2 separate regions of the Mus musculus genome follow, and region 2 is linked to region 1. Evidence: chromatin contacts called from public HiChIP or PLAC-seq data. All regions are on one chromosome and are shown on one strand. Each heading gives the region's core, a stretch centred on a gene start, on an enhancer-like site or on the middle of the called end of the contact. The rest is flanking DNA. Distances are from core to core; before and after follow the strand shown. Region 1 holds the start of Hnrnpll (heterogeneous nuclear ribonucleoprotein L-like). Region 2 holds the start of Cdkl4 (cyclin-dependent kinase-like 4).

Evidence for each region. HiChIP or PLAC-seq counts read pairs in DNA pulled down with a chosen protein or histone mark.
Region 2: an H3K4me3 HiChIP or PLAC-seq map of embryonic stem cells shows a contact between it and region 1, with 2.2 times the contacts expected there. The contact joins the promoter of Cdkl4 here to the promoter of Hnrnpll in region 1. A contact is called at or near these places in 3 of 39 promoter capture datasets (the C10 cell line, liver and pre-B cells), 8 of 484 Hi-C or Micro-C datasets (B cells, CD4 T cells, CD8 T cells and 3 more), 4 of 115 datasets of contacts at active chromatin or transcription factors (embryonic stem cells, memory CD8 T cells, microglia and 1 more) and 1 of 9 other capture datasets (liver).

The regions. Positions count from the first base shown.
Region 1 is chr17:80,060,596-80,063,701 of GRCm38.p6, forward strand. Hnrnpll (heterogeneous nuclear ribonucleoprotein L-like) reads right to left here and starts at 1,673. Exons shown (of 13, transcript NM_144802.4): 1 at 1,062-1,673. The coding sequence starts at 1,397. 4933407O12Rik reads left to right here and starts at 1,627. Exons shown (of 2, transcript XM_006525248.3): 1 at 1,627-1,977; 2 at 2,078-2,867. The coding sequence starts at 1,645. The coding sequence ends at 2,203.
Region 2 is chr17:80,575,816-80,578,921 of GRCm38.p6, forward strand. Cdkl4 (cyclin-dependent kinase-like 4) reads right to left here and starts at 1,669. Exons shown (of 10, transcript NM_001360143.1): 1 at 1,517-1,669.

The DNA of each region.
Region 1 (3,106 bases), core at 423-2,922:
GAACCCATACATGTAACTTTTTTTTTATTTAAGCTAGACCAACAAAAATTCGAACTTTAGAAAGATAAGCGGCTTCTGATTAAAAAGGGTTGGAACACCTTAATTTTTGGAAGGTGTGCATAACTTCGTCAACTTCTGCTAAGATTTGATCTCAAATGTATTAAGTGTTTAAATAATATCTTAAGTCGTCAAGACCGTTTAAAGGCCCCCAAAAGAGTCAAAACCGTTCGGATTGGTTTGTTTCCTTAAAGTCTCCATGGAACTGAAGTTGTGGGTTGCGCTGTCCACATTCCTCCAGCCTCCAGCTAAACGTTTCTGATAAAGGAGGACTCGAGGAATGTGTGACTGAATTCCCACAGCTCTGCATTCATTTCCTTCTGTGGGGGACAAACTTGAAGTACATTATGAATGAAGAACTCTCGTCATCTGAACGCCTTTTATTTGACAGCAGGGACAGACACACACACACACACTTAGATCACCGGCCCACTCATTTCTGTAACAAGAAAACTTATCTTGGCCATTGCCTGGCCTGAATGAACCCCATGCCCACAAAGCCTTTTCTATAGAAAGATATTAAACTAGCGAGGGCTAAACTACGGGGAGAGCACGAGGGCGCAATTTGTCATTGCATCGCGGTTCCCACGGAGACGAGGCCACGAGAGCCTTCCCGTTATGGTTGCCCAGCGTGAGGATGATGCGGGTCGGGGAGGCCGGGTCCCCAGCACAGCCTCGGAGCCGGAGTTGCTCAACTAACAAAGAGCGGATCCCGCCGAGGGCGCGCGGCGCAGCCTCCCGGAGCGGAAGCGACACCCGCCCGCCCCCGCCGCCCCCACCCCGCTACCCTCCCCAAGTTCAGGGCCCGGACTCCGGGAGGCCCGGCACCCCAAGCCCACCCAAAGCCGGCATTCGGGATTCGGGGATCGTGGGCAATAAAGGAAAGAATCAGTCCGAGTCGCCAGCTACGCGCTCGGCGTGCACGCAGCGGCAAAGGCGGCCAGGCCGAACCCCCGCCGCCGGGCCCTGCTGGAGGGACGCGGCGCGGCGCCGCGCTTTGTTACCGTGGACAGGGGCATGCTCCGAGGGCCACCGCCGCTGCCACCTTCGTCGCCGCCGCTCCCTCCCTCATCGCCGTCGCCTTCGTCGCCTTCTTCTCCACCTTCGCCTTCCTCGCCGTCGCCGCCGCCGCCGCTGCCTCCGTCTCCGTCGCCTCCGTCGCCGCCGCCGCTGTCGCTATCGCTCCCCGCCTGAGGCGTCGCTTCCTGGCGATTCTCGCTCTCCTCGGCCGAGTAGACGATCTCTCCCTCCTCGGTCTTGAGGCGCTTGGCCTGGCTCTCGAACTCCCGGTCCTCCTCGTACGTCTCCTCCTTGGGGGAGGAGGAGGAGGAGGAGGACATGGCGGCGGCGGTGGAGACGGCGCGGGAGACGGGCCTCAGATGTCGCTGATCGGTCCCCGCCGCGGGCTGCGCCTCCTCGGCGCGGGTCTGAGCTGGCCCGGCGTCCTCCGCGGCGCGCTCCAGGAGCCCGTGACTGAGAAGGGAGCGCGGGCTGAGGGGACGCTTCCCTTTATCTCTCAGCCAGCCTCCAGCCTCTCCCTCCGCCAGCTTCGCGGCTCCCAGCCCCGGGGGGGACGCGAAAGTAAGGATGGGGCCGGGCCGTGGCTTCCGGTCTTCCCTCCTCCCTGATCCGCTCCCCGCCGCTCAGGCGGAGCCTCCACCCCGCCTTGACTGCCGCCGGGCGGGATGGGATCCAGGGCCCGAGAGTTTCCGCCCCCTTGCCGAACTTCCGCCTCCTATTGGAAGAGCGAAAGTCGATCTGGCTTCCAATTGGCTGGAAGAACTGCTCGTCAGAATCCCAGCCTGGACTCTCGCTGGGCTCCGGTCGGGACCGTGCAACGCCCGCTGCGCGCGGTTCCGCAGCGGTTGCAGCCCCGTGGCGGTTAGCGCTGTTAGGCCCTGGCCGCCGCTGAGATACCGGGTGAATGTGAGGAGCCGGCGATGCGTTCGGCAGAGTCGGGGCTGTGGGTGTTAACCGCCTTCCCGCTAATTTGAATGCTTTTCTTCTTCATTTTAAAAAGATGAGGGAGACCTGGAGAATCTTTAAAAAGATGAGGGAAACCTGGAGAATCTCCGCGCACCTAACCACACACAGCCCCCGAAAGCGCGTGGACTCTGCGCCACTAACTAAACAGAACAACCGTTAGCTGTTACTGACTGTGGCGAGCCAGCGAGATGATGCACACAGGTCTGCGCAGGGCATAGGTGACCTGCAAACCGGACCTATTGCTGCAGACATACCTATCCAAGTCCCTGCTGCAGTTACATATTCTCAACCTTCCTCTAAAACCCCTATTCTCACTGTTCTGAATGATCGTCTTCATTTTCCAAAATAGGAAACTCTCACAATCCTGTTCGTTTCCAGCCCACAACTCACTTCCTCTGTGAAGCCTAAAGACTGTTTTAAGGTTTTTAGCTGTTTCTATTTGCAAAAGGCCTTTGAATAACTAAAGGTGTTGTTTTAAAACAAAACAAAACTGGACGTGCTTAAGGGCAGGTACTGTGTTCATTTTTATAATCTAGTTCCAGTACAGTTCACCCCAACCCAATCCACCCCCGAATGGATTTCAGTGACCAACTTACTGGGTTGAAATTATGGTGTCTAGCTAGCAAGAAACCCACCGCGCCCTAAGTGCCCTGTTACTTTAAGCCTTGGAAAACTAAGATTCGTTCTGCGCACTTGTTTTGAACCTCTTCCTTTCCCAGTTGTGGGTTGTTCCCTCCTCTAGCCTGTTTTTTTTCCCCCAAAGGCATTTCTTCCCCCAGAAAGATGTGTGATCGTTCTTTTAACATATGTTGCTTTCTCCTTTATACTTTGCGTCGCTTGTCATTTTAGAATCCTAAGGAATCTAAGCGTTTCTGCAAACTGTACCACTGTGTGTGAGAGAGAGAGAGAGGCCGCTTGCAGAACTGAAAATTAGAAATATGTCTTTAAAATTAAGATAAGACTGACGTGTACCGAAGAAATATCAAAGAAGGAATTGCAGAGCTGGGGACAGATAAGGAAACGTCCTGAGCGAGAGCAACTGCATCCGCAGTCAGAAAAACAC
Region 2 (3,106 bases), core at 419-2,918, 520 kb after region 1:
AAGTACATCATAGCCTCTAAAGGCTGCAGTAATAGCCTTTGAACTATATACTTAATCTTTCCCGCCCTGCCCCGTTTACCTGTCCTACTTTGTCTCTCGGAGCCCAGACACCTTCCGTCTCCTCTGCTTATATCTCCGTCTGGGCTGTCTGGCCCTTCAGGGTCATATTTCAGACTTCTCCATTTCTCACAGTCCAACTCAAATGTCCAATCCCCAAAGGCAGGCTCTTCTCTCCACAGCTGACTCTAACGGTGCCCACCCCAGCCCCACCTCCCTCACACCACCATTCATCACGCCAGGCTTGCATTGCCTTATTATACTTTCATTTTCTAATTTTCTTTTTAAAAGCAAAACCTGCAAGAATATGTTGATTATTATTACCACTGTGTTTGGGCAAGATTAAATGAATATAGCTGTGGGTTGAAAATATTTGCCATAGTTATCAGTCACCTTTAGCTTCAAGTGGTGTACCTTCTTAACTTCAGAATTTATAAGTATTTGACCCTGAGTTAATAGAGTTCTATCTACAAAGGCCAAGGACAAAAGCAGGCTGGGGGTCACCAGTGATTTTAAGACCCACAGACAGGGGCTGAGTTTAAGTGTAATAGCGGGATTTTAAAATTCCTTAGGGGTGGGTGGATATGGGGGACTTTTGGTATAGCATTGGAAATGTAAATGAGTTAAATACCTAATAAAAAATGGAAAAAAAAAATTCCTTAGAAAGTTGCTACGGAATTTCCTCACTATTAATGATTTACAAAATAAAGTACACAGGAGAAAAGAACACTCGGTTAGTTTTCAAGACTGTTTCACAAACTAAGTCCTGGGGGCTGAAGAAGTACAAGGAATACAAAGGCAAACAAAATCAAGACAGAGGGCGAGGAAGGGTGGACAAAGAACTCCCCTAACCTAAGAGGTCCCAGGAAACCAAAAACCAACCACCACCAATCCCTGGCTTTAGAAATGTGGAGGGGCAGAGACAGTTTCAGAGCCGGGAAGCTCACTGAGGATGCCACCCACAGTTTGTAGTTAACTGTTTCCAATAAAACCAAACATGCATTATGTTTAATAAACTTGATCGGAAAATGGATTCTACGGATCATTCAGACTTGTCTTTGCGAGTTACAATTTAAAAGCACACACCTGTGCACGAAGGTGTTCCCGTCAACGAAATCGATCTCGTTAGATTCTCACAAACTAAGCCCACCACGTCATTTACACAATCTATACAACTCATTTTCTTTATGTCCCCACGCTTCAGGCGTGTGACAAAAAGACCTGGAAGTTTGGCAAAAACTCACTTCATTTCCAAGCCTCTGAGCCTTCACTTTCCCCTGCGTCCAGGCCACAAGAGGTGTCTAGATGCACAGGTGCGTCCCTGTCCCTCTCTGGCACCCCCACGGCCCACGAGACCACGGGTGGCCCGTTCTTCCGCGGGTGCGCCCCCTCACCCCCGCCCTCCCGAGCCCCGCAGACCCTGCTCTCCGCCTTCCCCCGCCAGGGAACCTGCACTTACACGGCACAGCCTCCGGCGACGGTGACACAATGGTGTTCAGCTTCGGGGAGCCCCAGCCCGCGCAGTCTGCTGCCACCACAGAACTCCCGAGAGACCGAGCCTCTGCGGTGTCTCCAGGGCAACCAGGACGCGCAGGCTGCGCAGCTTCCACACAACTTGCTCGCTCTCTCTATTCGATTCGTTCCCTGGCAGGGTTACCTTCCATCCATCACCCATAGCTCTTACCTTATTCCTTGAGCTGTTTAGAGTCAGCCGTGGCTCATTAACGCCATTTTTGTAACTCAGCGAGACGCTGCTCCAGAGACCCTGGGCAGATTCAGAGTAGGGCGGGGGTGGGGGGGGTTGTCACCCAGTGGGGAAGAAAGCAAGGCAGATATCATTGAATGTGGCATCGAGACAAACATGTTAACAAACATGTTAATTTCAGTCGTTACCCACAGAATAAACTGAACTCCAAGGCGCGCGCATGCGCGCGCACGCACACACACGCGCGCACACACACACACACGTACCATATGCTATGTATGTATGTATGTATGTATGTATGTATGTATGTATTGTCTGATCTTCCCTTCTTAGTAGGTGTCTCCTTTCCTCCTGTACCTCACCTCCTCATTTCCTCAGGAATATGCTCAAGGATCACATTTTAAACGGAATGAAATCTGGAAGCACATTTACCTCACTCATTCAAGACCAGAATTCACATTTACCCATTTTTATATAATTTCTGCCTGTATGCTAGAAAACATTTCTCATCAGGTGCACCAGTAGTCCACTTTATGTACATACAAACATGTTGGCCTAATTCCATCTTTACTGGACTCTGTGTGTGTGTGTGTGTGTGTGGTGCGTGCTTCTCACCTTGAGACAGGGTCTTTGTCCTCTTTTGTGTATGACAGGGGGGCTGGCCTGTGACTTTTGGAAAGATTCTCCTGTCTCTCCATCTTGCCCCAAGAGCATTGGTGTTACAGATGGAGTCCATCCAGCTCACAGGGATTCTAGGGACTTAAACTCAAGTCTTTCCACTTGCATGGAGATCTCTATCCACTGTCTCCCCAGTCTGACAAGGTCTCTATGCAGTCCTGGTGGTTGTCCTTGAACTTGCTATGTACAAAAGGCTGGCCTCAAACTCAGGGATTTGCTAGCCTTTGCTTCCCAAGTGCTGGGATTAAAGATCACAAGGACTGGCTCCTCTCCACCTTTTGTGAGATAGGATCTCATGTTGCCTAGGCTGACCTGGGACTTGCTACGTAGCCAAGACTCTGAACTTGAGTCTCCTGTCTCCACAGTTGTGAATGCTCCCCATTCGCTCCCCATTTCTCCAAGCTACTCATCTACACAGAGACTCTTCACCGGCCCACTTTGGTTCTGTGCCAGGTCCTTGTCCACACACTCAAAGCTCTACTGCATTTAACATCACCGTTCCTTGAACATGCGGCATTTTTGCATTTCAACTATAGCATCACCCGTCAGCCCATCCCTGCATATCAAGTTCCTTTTCTTCTACCAAGGATGTCTACAGCTGTCTATATGTAAGTTTCTCTTTCCCCAAAGCATATCCAAGATACCGTTTGTTCTCTCTATACATAT